Linked DNA regions of Pan troglodytes: regions 1 and 3 are each linked to region 2. The links are chromatin contacts, called in public HiChIP or PLAC-seq maps. All regions are on one chromosome and are shown on one strand. The core of a region is the stretch at or near the end of the contact, and the rest is flanking DNA. Distances in the headings are between cores, read along the strand shown.

Region 1 (2,700 bases), core at 69-2,568, 410 kb before region 2:
GGTTGGGCCTGACAACCTTCTTGGTTGTTTTGTGGTTGTCGTTTTGTTTTTTAAGGCCTTAACACTGGAGGGGATTCTGGGCTTCTAAAAAGCTCCCACAGGTGCCCACGCTGCTAACCACAGACTGTGCTTGAATAGCTAGGCTACAGCTTGAATGATTACAGACTTGAGCGAGAATTATGGCTCTTCTTGCCAGCTGGGACCTTCAGAAAGAAGTTACTTCACTTCTTTGAGTCTGGGTTTTCTTGTGTATAAAATTTAGGCCAGCAATAGTAACTTTATCACAGAATTCTTGTGATGCATAAATGAGCTAATGCATTCAATTTGTTTAGCACTGTACAACAAATGTTAGCTTTTTGCTAGGATAGCCAGCATTCACGGAATGCTTACTATGTGGCAGGAATTTTCTAAGTGCATTCGTGTATTAATTCATTCAAGTCTCAGAACAACACGGTGAGGTAGGTACTATTATTTCATCATTTCCATTTTACAGATGAAGAAACTGAAGCGCAGAGAGGTGGAGTTCCTTGGTCTACAGTGACACCTCATTGTAGCTAAGCTGGTGTTTGAACTCAGGGAGAATTTGGGCTCCTTACCAGGATCCCTCGCCAAGGACAGGGTCAGTGCAACGAGTCGAGGGTTTGCCCTTTGAAATGGGCTAGGACCGGCAGGTGGCAGACTAGGGCTGCTTGAGTTCAAAGACCGCTTCCAAGACCAAGCCCGGAGCCAGCTCTGTGCTAAGCGTTCCATCACACAACCGCGGACAGCTTCTTCGGCTTCTTCAAACTCTCCTTTTCCTCCCCCGCACCCTAGGGTCTTCGCCCAGAATCCATCAGGAAAAATAGCCCCACATAACAGGTTCAAATCTAACCTCCCCAAGACAAAACCACGTCCGCAGGGAAAGAAGCGAGTAAAGAGAGTTTTCGGTAACTCCCCTTTAACCCAGGAGCGCAACCAGCCCGGGAAATCTACAAATCTCTCTTTAGTTCAGCCAAGGGCTGGGAGCCTAAGCCAAGGGGGAGAAAGTTGGGGAATCCCTCTTGAATTCCCCAGGACACTTAGGTGGCGCCGGGCTTTGGTGCACGCGCGCAGGGCATGCGGACGGGCACCAGAGACGCTCTATTTTGGGGATTACTTCGGGCAGGCGGATCTTCTTGCAGGGTCCGCTGATAGCGGGTGGCAAATGAATATGAGGGGCAGTGCAAAGGGTGGGGGTTAACCGGGCGGTTTCCATGGCGCCCGGGGCGTGGGGGAGGAATGCATCCCGCAAGCTGTGGCGAAACAACTGCTCTGCCCGGAGGACCGGGCTCGAGAAGGCAAGAGACACTGGGTCGGGGGTGGAGTGGTGGCGGGGGGGGTTGGGGGCGGAGGAAGCCAGGCAGGACGGGGGCGGGGCGGTCACGTGTGCCCGACTGGGCGAGGCCCCAAGCTGGCCCCGGAGAGGACTCGGCGGGCGAAGTGGCTGCGCAAGGAGAGAACTTTTCCTGCACAAGGAACGCCTCGTGGGGAGACCCAAGGCAGGAGCGGTCCGGAGCCGGCTGCGGCGTGTGCGGCCGGCCTTGGGACAGCGATCGCCGCGGGTGGCAACAGAGAGCCCCAAGCAAAAGTGGGAGCAGGAGCTTGGAGGTGAGCACAGGAAGCCCCACTTGAGGCTTTTACGCAGCCTCGAGTCTCTGTTTCTTCTGGAATAGGCAAGTGTCCTTTCAACTCTAAGAGACCAGCGGAGGGCACTGTCCCTTGACTGCTGGAGTCCTCACCACTTCTCCAGGATTCCAGAGGAGACTGTGGCGATGGTGAATGAAGGTCCCAACCAGGAAGAGAGCGATGACACCCCTGCGCCGGAGTCCGCACTCCAAGCGGACCCCAGCGTCTCGGTCCATCCCAGCGTCTCGGTCCATCCCAGCGTCTCCATCAACCCCAGCGTCTCCATCAACCCCAGCGTCTCTGTCCACCCCAGCAGTTCGGCCCACCCCAGTGCCTTAGCCCAACCCAGTGGCTTGGCTCACCCCAGTAGCTCGGGCCCCGAGGACCTCAGCGTGATCAAGGTGAGCAGGCGCCGTTGGGCCGTGGTCCTGGTGTTTAGCTGCTACTCCATGTGCAACTCCTTTCAGTGGATCCAGTACGGCTCCATCAATAACATCTTCATGCACTTCTACGGTGTCAGTGCCTTTGCCATTGACTGGCTGTCCATGTGCTACATGCTGACTTACATCCCTCTGCTCCTGCCGGTGGCTTGGCTGCTGGAGAAGTTCGGCCTGCGCACCATTGCTCTCACTGGCTCGGCTCTCAACTGCCTGGGGGCCTGGGTGAAGCTGGGCAGCCTGAAGCCGCATCTCTTTCCGGTCACCGTAGTGGGCCAGCTCATCTGCTCTGTGGCCCAGGTTTTCATCCTGGGCATGCCCTCCCGCATCGCTTCCGTCTGGTTCGGGGCTAATGAGGTTTCAACAGCCTGCTCCGTGGCTGTCTTTGGCAATCAGGTAGGTAGAACAGTTTGTGAATGTTCCCAGGGGCGTGTGTTAGATTGCACCTAAACTATTGGGTGTGGTAGGCTATAATTTGCTGATTGTCCAACAGTGTTTTTGACTCTGGGTGACAGTGACTGGGTGTGACAGGCAGTGATTGTGATGCTGTAAGAGAGGCGGGAAACAAAAGCAGGGGCACCTGCTCTTTCATCCACAGTTGCTCTTGCCCCAGCCAAAA
Region 2 (2,700 bases), core at 39-2,538:
CTTGTCTTCTGCCTCGGCCATTGCTTCTGTCCCCTGCTTCTCTTTAAAAAATAAAAAGGAGAAAAAAATAAAATAAAATAGAAGCCAGTTCACGGCACGCCTGCTCCGGAAAGCTGTTATTCCTTCTCTCGCACGCCTCTTCCCCTGTCTCTGCCTCTCTCGCTCATTCCCTTGGACTTGACGCTCTGCTTCCCTCCCTTTCTCTCTCTCCCTCTCCCTCTCCCTCTCGCTCCTCTCCCTCTCTCTCACACACACACATGCACACACACTGCTTTCTCTATTTCTCTCTGCTGAAATTTTATACCTCCCTCCCATGACGTCTCTGGCCTGGGGTGGGGGAGGGAGGGACCAGCGCACGCAGCCTCTTTTGCTGCACGATGTTAATGTTTTAAACAGGCACAGGAAAAGCCGAGCCCATTTGAAAAATACTTTGCGAGTCCTCTCGTTCGACGTGGTAGCTGAACTTTTTTTCCCCTCTTGGAATCACTCCTGCTACACGTTGGCTGTTTTTCTGGAAAGTTACTCCGATGAGCCCCCTCCCTCCCTTTCCCCCAGCCCCGGCGCCCTCTCGCCAGCTGTCAGTCCGCGCCGTCCGCGGCCCGCGTCTACTCTCCCTCCTGGTCCCCCGGTCCCGGGGCCGCCTGCGGGCCAGGCCCAACCCGGGGCAGGGTCCGCAGAGGGCGCGGGACCCGGTAGGGGCGGCCATGCCAGCCTCGCAGAGGGGACTCCCGGCCTGCGAGCCGGGTCGGAGGGTCGGCGTCCGCTCCGCGGCGATCCTGGCCCGATTCTTCATTGACAAGATCGGAGTCGGGAGGCGGGCAGAAGCCTGGAGGCGCTCCAGGGGCAGTGAAAAATGGTGGCGTTTTCCGGAAGATCGAGGGTGCCCTCTGGCGAAGCGAGGCCGCCAGTGAAGGAGCTCGGCTGGTCGGGAGCCGGGGAGGCTCGGGGGCTGGGGGCTGCGGGGTGGGGGCTGAGGGGCGGGAGAAGGGGCTGCGGTAGAGAGCGAGAAAAACAAGACCCAGGCCCCGAGGAATCGCCTCCCTCCCGGCCCCACGTGCGCACGAGCGCACCTCTCCCTCCCCGACCGCTGCTCCGGAGCCGCTCTCGCAGAAATGTCATCCAGATGTTCAGCCTCCCTCCCCGCCGAGGGCTCCGCAGGGAGCTGCGCCAGCGAGCGCGAAGTCAGCAGTTGGCCCGAGCCCATTTCCCAGATGGGTGAGGGGAAGTCGGCTCTGTGCTTTCGCTCCTCTTCTCGGCCCGAACCTCTAGGCCTTTTCCCACGAGCAGCCAAGGGAGGGTAGGGCACGTGGCTCCCCGCACCCCGCAACACAGGGCTTGCCTCTGAACTGAACTTTCCTGAGAGCGAGTGCCGCTCCCACCCCATCTCACTCCAGCCTTCCTGGACCCTTTCTGAGAGGTCTGGCTTCCAGGCCACTAACTGAAGGGGCTGTTCTCTGTATCCCAGCACAGCGGTGGGTCACTTTACGGATGAGGAAACTGAGGCATAGAGTATTTTTTTTTTTTTTTTTACAGACCACACTGCTTGTGAGTGATGGAGGCGATATTTTACACAGGCTATCTAGCTTGGGTAGGCATTACTTTCATTTGCAAAACCAATGGGAAACCTAGGGGTAGAAACTTTAAAAGTAACTTGCCCAAGGTCACATAGTTATTAGGTGTCAGCTGTTGGGATTTGGACCCAGGACGTTGCCAGAGTCTGGACTTAATTACTATGCTATACTGCCTCTGAAATTTCAGAAAAAGTTTAATGTTTACTATATACCAGGCACTATTCTAGGCTCTGTGAAGAATATCAGTGAACGAAACAAAACTCCTGCCCTCAGGGAAATTTTATTTTAGAGGCAGGGGTGGGGCAGTGGAGGAGTCGATAAACTAAATAAATATGTAAATGATGTAGTGAGGTAAAAAGTGCTGGGCCAGGTGCAGTGGCTCACGCCTGTAATCCCAGCATTTGGGGAGGCCCATGCAGGAGGATTGCTTGAGCTCAGGAATTCGAGACCAGCCCCAGCAACACGGCGAAACCCAGTCTCTACAAAAAAATGGAAAAATTAGCCCGGCATGTTGGCGCAGGCATCTACTTGGGAGGCTGAGGCAGGAGAATCACTTGAGCCAGGGAGGCAGAGTTTACAGGGGGCCAAGATTGCACCACTGCACTCCAGCCTGGACGACAGAGCAAGACCGTGTCTCAAACAGACAAACAAACAAACAAATGTGGTGTGGCAGAAAATCAAGCAGGGAAGGAGGATGGGGTGTGCCTAGGTTGGGGGATGTTGCAGTTTCAAATAAGGTGATAAGGGAAGGCCTTTGAGCAGACAGTTGCAAGATAGGAAGGAAAATTATTAAAGTTATACTTTTTTGGACTCCACCTCTACCAAATCAGAGTCTCCAGAGTTGGGGCCCTGGCATCTCTGTTTCTTTACAAACCTCACACGTGATTCAGGTGCTAAGCAAGGTCTGGAAGCTACTACTGCAGGGTACCTCTCTGCCCAGAGTGAGGACCATTTGCCTTCTGTTTTCAGCAAGTTGGGGAAGAAGTGGGGGTGAAGGTCTGGAAACTGACTATAAGGTGATGGTCGTATGCTGTGAGCTTACAAGAAATGGAAAAATCCAAAGATTAATCCCTTCTTCCTCATCTGGTGCCGAAGAAGAAGGGACAAGGGATTCATTGGAGCCTATATT
Region 3 (2,822 bases), core at 174-2,673, 330 kb before region 2:
TTTGGCAATACAAGTTTCGGTATTGTTCTCTGCTACCCAGTGGGACAGATATTAAAGTCAGCAATGGCCCAAGACAGTGTGAAACACCGCCGCCCCCCCCCCCCCCCCCCGTCAACTCCCCGCCCCAAACAAGCAATAAAGAGATCTAGAGAAGGAAGGGTGAATTGATGAGCCCTTCAGGGAGAGCTGGATCACAAAGGTGGTCTCTGTCGAAGATCAGAGAGACTGAGGGTCTACTGGACATCACAGGCCATTATCATTTGGGCCAAGATCCACCCATTCTCTTTATTTTCTCACCCTCTCTCAAGAGGAGACTCCTCCGGGGTTTAGAAAAGCTGCATGGATGCACCTCTCCACTTTTCTGCACAAGTATGCCTTCCATTTCACAGAAGTGTTATCTGTTAGAAATCCCAACAGATAGCTGATGAGGACAGAGCCTGAGCACTTCTGAGTTGCTCTGCCAATTTCTCAACCTAATTTCCCTAAAGCTTAAGGGCCTCTTAGAGTGTATACAACATCTATTTCCAAATTTTGTCCTGGCCCTGGCCCAGCCCAGCCCAGCCCAGCCCAGCATAGGTGTGCTGTTAAAACTTAATCAGGAGAGAGGGATTCTTATCCTGGCCCTACCACTTTAGTAGCTGTGTGACCCTGGGTAAGTCATTTACACTTCTCAGTCTCGGTTTCCTCATCTGCAAAATGGAGATAGAAATATCAACCCGAAGGGCTATTGTAAGAATTATATGACAAAAAGTGAAGGCTCTTTGTACAGTGCTAGGCTCATAGTGGCTGCTCATTCGCTCATCCATTCCTTCGTTCCTTGAATTCACCAAGCCTTCTCCATCTTCCTAGCTCCCCCTTGTCATCGCCTCTCGAAACCTTTTCCCCCCAAAAGGTTGCCTTCCAGTTATCTTCCTTCCATCCCACCTCCATTTTTCCAGACTCTCCGGATCCTCTCAATCAGAAGCAACACAGACACCTACATCCCTCTTCTCCCCCATATTCTCCTTACCTGGCGACCTGGCCCCCAGCACAGCAGTGGCAGCAGCAGCCGCTGCCGCAAACAAGCTCCCCCAGGACAGCTCCAGCCGGGAGTCCACCTGAGCCATTTGTCCCCGCCCCCTCCCTCAGCCCTGCTCCAGGATTGGGCCGTTTCCGTCAGTACTCTCTCTCATTGGCTGTCCCGGTTTCGCCCGAGCAGGAGATGGGGAGTGAACCCCTTTACTGCCAATCAGCGGTTGCCGCTGCCTAAGCCTCTCCCCAGGTACGCCGCTCACGCCGTAAGCCCTCCTGTTGGACCTAGCGGAACTCCGGGTTTGGAGTCAACCTCTTAGGGGCGGAGAAAAAAACAGCGGGAAAAAAAAAAAAGAAGACTCCCTTCAGCGGAGGGCAGGGCTCTGCGCCCGCGCTGCGCGGCGGTGACGACATTCGCCCGCGTCCGCAGCTGAGCGTTATGAGCGCCTGCGCAGTGGCTCCGAGCGGGCGGTTGCTTGTTGGTTGTTGTAGTAACCGGGGAAGCAGCCGTCGGCGGCTGCCCTGAGCCTTGCTGGGGAAGGAGGAGGGAGGTAGGCGCAGAGCGCGGTCCACGCCTGCTCGCCCCGAACCATGGGAAGATGAGACAGGTAAACGCCTGCGCCCGCGCGCTTCCCTACCCTAGGGAGGAGCATTCCCGGGTCCGGGCTGGCGCCTGCAGCAGCACTTCCCGCTCAGAGCCCGGGAGTAGCTGTTGGCTTCCGGGCGCGCCGCGTTGAATCGCGGCTGCGGGGTCGTCCCGTCCTTCCCGGGGGGGAGCATCTGCGGACCTACGTGGGATTGGGGTGAGCTGGGGGTGGGGCTGAGAAGCAGGTTCCTTTAGGGCGAGGAGTCTCCTTAGGTGAGTATCTCTACTCTTCTTCCGATAGACCTGTTTCTCCCCGCTCTGCAGGCAGCCTAGGAAAGGTTGGCATCCCTTCCCGTTTGGAGGTTTTGTTTGTTTAAACTTAAAGGGCTTCCCAGCATTTTGGGAAAGATCAAGAAATCCCGTTGAGAATCCCCTGAAGAAAGCCATTGAAGTTGTTAGACATTGCCCATTGCGCCGAAGATCTTTAATCATTATCGGGGTCTGTTTTTTTTTGGTCTTATTTACAGTCTCATCGTATTTATGAATGCATGGAAAAGTTAAGAAGGATTGACAGCAAGTAATTATCGCTGAGTAATTTGGGATTATGGTCATTTAAACATGTTTCTTTTATTTGTAGTTCCTATTTCTTCTTCTGACACACACAACGAACATGTACTTTTTTACTTTGGAAAAAATATTTTAAGTTAGAAATGCAGTGTTGGAAATTTCCTAATTTTATCGTCTATTTGAGAGTCGTACCAAAGTTTGTGATTTTTAGGAAGAATAATTTTTAAGAGTGGAAGGGCATTCCTCCCCTCCCCCACCTATTTATATGGCCCTTTGATTCAAGAGAATATATTCATCTTTCGGTTCATTGTTGAATTTATTTTACTGGAAACATGATGGCATCTTGTCAGCGTGCTTGTCATAGAGTCTAAATAAATGTTTGCAGGGGTTTTTTGTTTTTTTTTTTTTGAGACGGAGTTCACTCTTGTTGCCCAGGCTGGAGTGCAATGGCGCGATCTTGGCTCACCGCAACCTCCGCCTCCCGGGTTCAAGCGATTCTCCTCCCTCAGCCTCCCGAGTAGCTGGGATTACAGGCATGAGCCAGCACACCCGGCTAATTTTTTGTATTTTTTTTTTTTTTTTTTAGTAAAGACGGGGTTTCTCCATGTTAGTCAGGCTGGTCTCGAACTCCCGACCTCAGGTGATCCGCCCGCCTTGG

What was found. HiChIP or PLAC-seq counts read pairs in DNA pulled down with a chosen protein or histone mark.
Region 1: a contact with region 2 is called in an H3K4me3 HiChIP or PLAC-seq map of stem cell-derived excitatory neurons, with 11 times the contacts expected there. The contact joins the promoter of FLVCR2 here to the promoter of TGFB3 in region 2. A contact is called at or near these places in 1 of 7 Hi-C or Micro-C datasets (stem cell-derived neural progenitor cells) and 1 of 1 datasets of contacts at active chromatin or transcription factors (stem cell-derived excitatory neurons).
Region 3: an H3K4me3 HiChIP or PLAC-seq map of stem cell-derived excitatory neurons shows a contact between it and region 2, with 7 times the contacts expected there. The contact joins the promoter of TTLL5 here to the promoter of TGFB3 in region 2. A contact is called at or near these places in 1 of 7 Hi-C or Micro-C datasets (stem cell-derived neural progenitor cells) and 1 of 1 datasets of contacts at active chromatin or transcription factors (stem cell-derived excitatory neurons).

Annotation. Positions count from the first base shown.
Region 1 is chr15:73,529,668-73,532,367 of NHGRI_mPanTro3-v2.0_pri, forward strand. FLVCR2 (FLVCR heme transporter 2) reads left to right here and starts at 1,319. Exons shown (of 10, transcript XM_009428171.4): 1 at 1,319-2,477. The coding sequence starts at 1,791.
Region 2 is chr15:73,939,321-73,942,020 of NHGRI_mPanTro3-v2.0_pri, forward strand. It overlaps TGFB3 (transforming growth factor beta 3), which reads right to left and starts at 1,289. Exons shown (of 8, transcript XM_016926465.4): 1 at 1,071-1,289; 2 at 1-41.
Region 3 is chr15:73,613,603-73,616,424 of NHGRI_mPanTro3-v2.0_pri, forward strand. TTLL5 (tubulin tyrosine ligase like 5) reads left to right here and starts at 1,424. Exons shown (of 34, transcript XM_063793745.1): 1 at 1,424-1,619. It overlaps ERG28 (ergosterol biosynthesis 28 homolog), which reads right to left and starts at 1,141. Exons shown (of 5, transcript XM_510078.6): 1 at 1,010-1,141.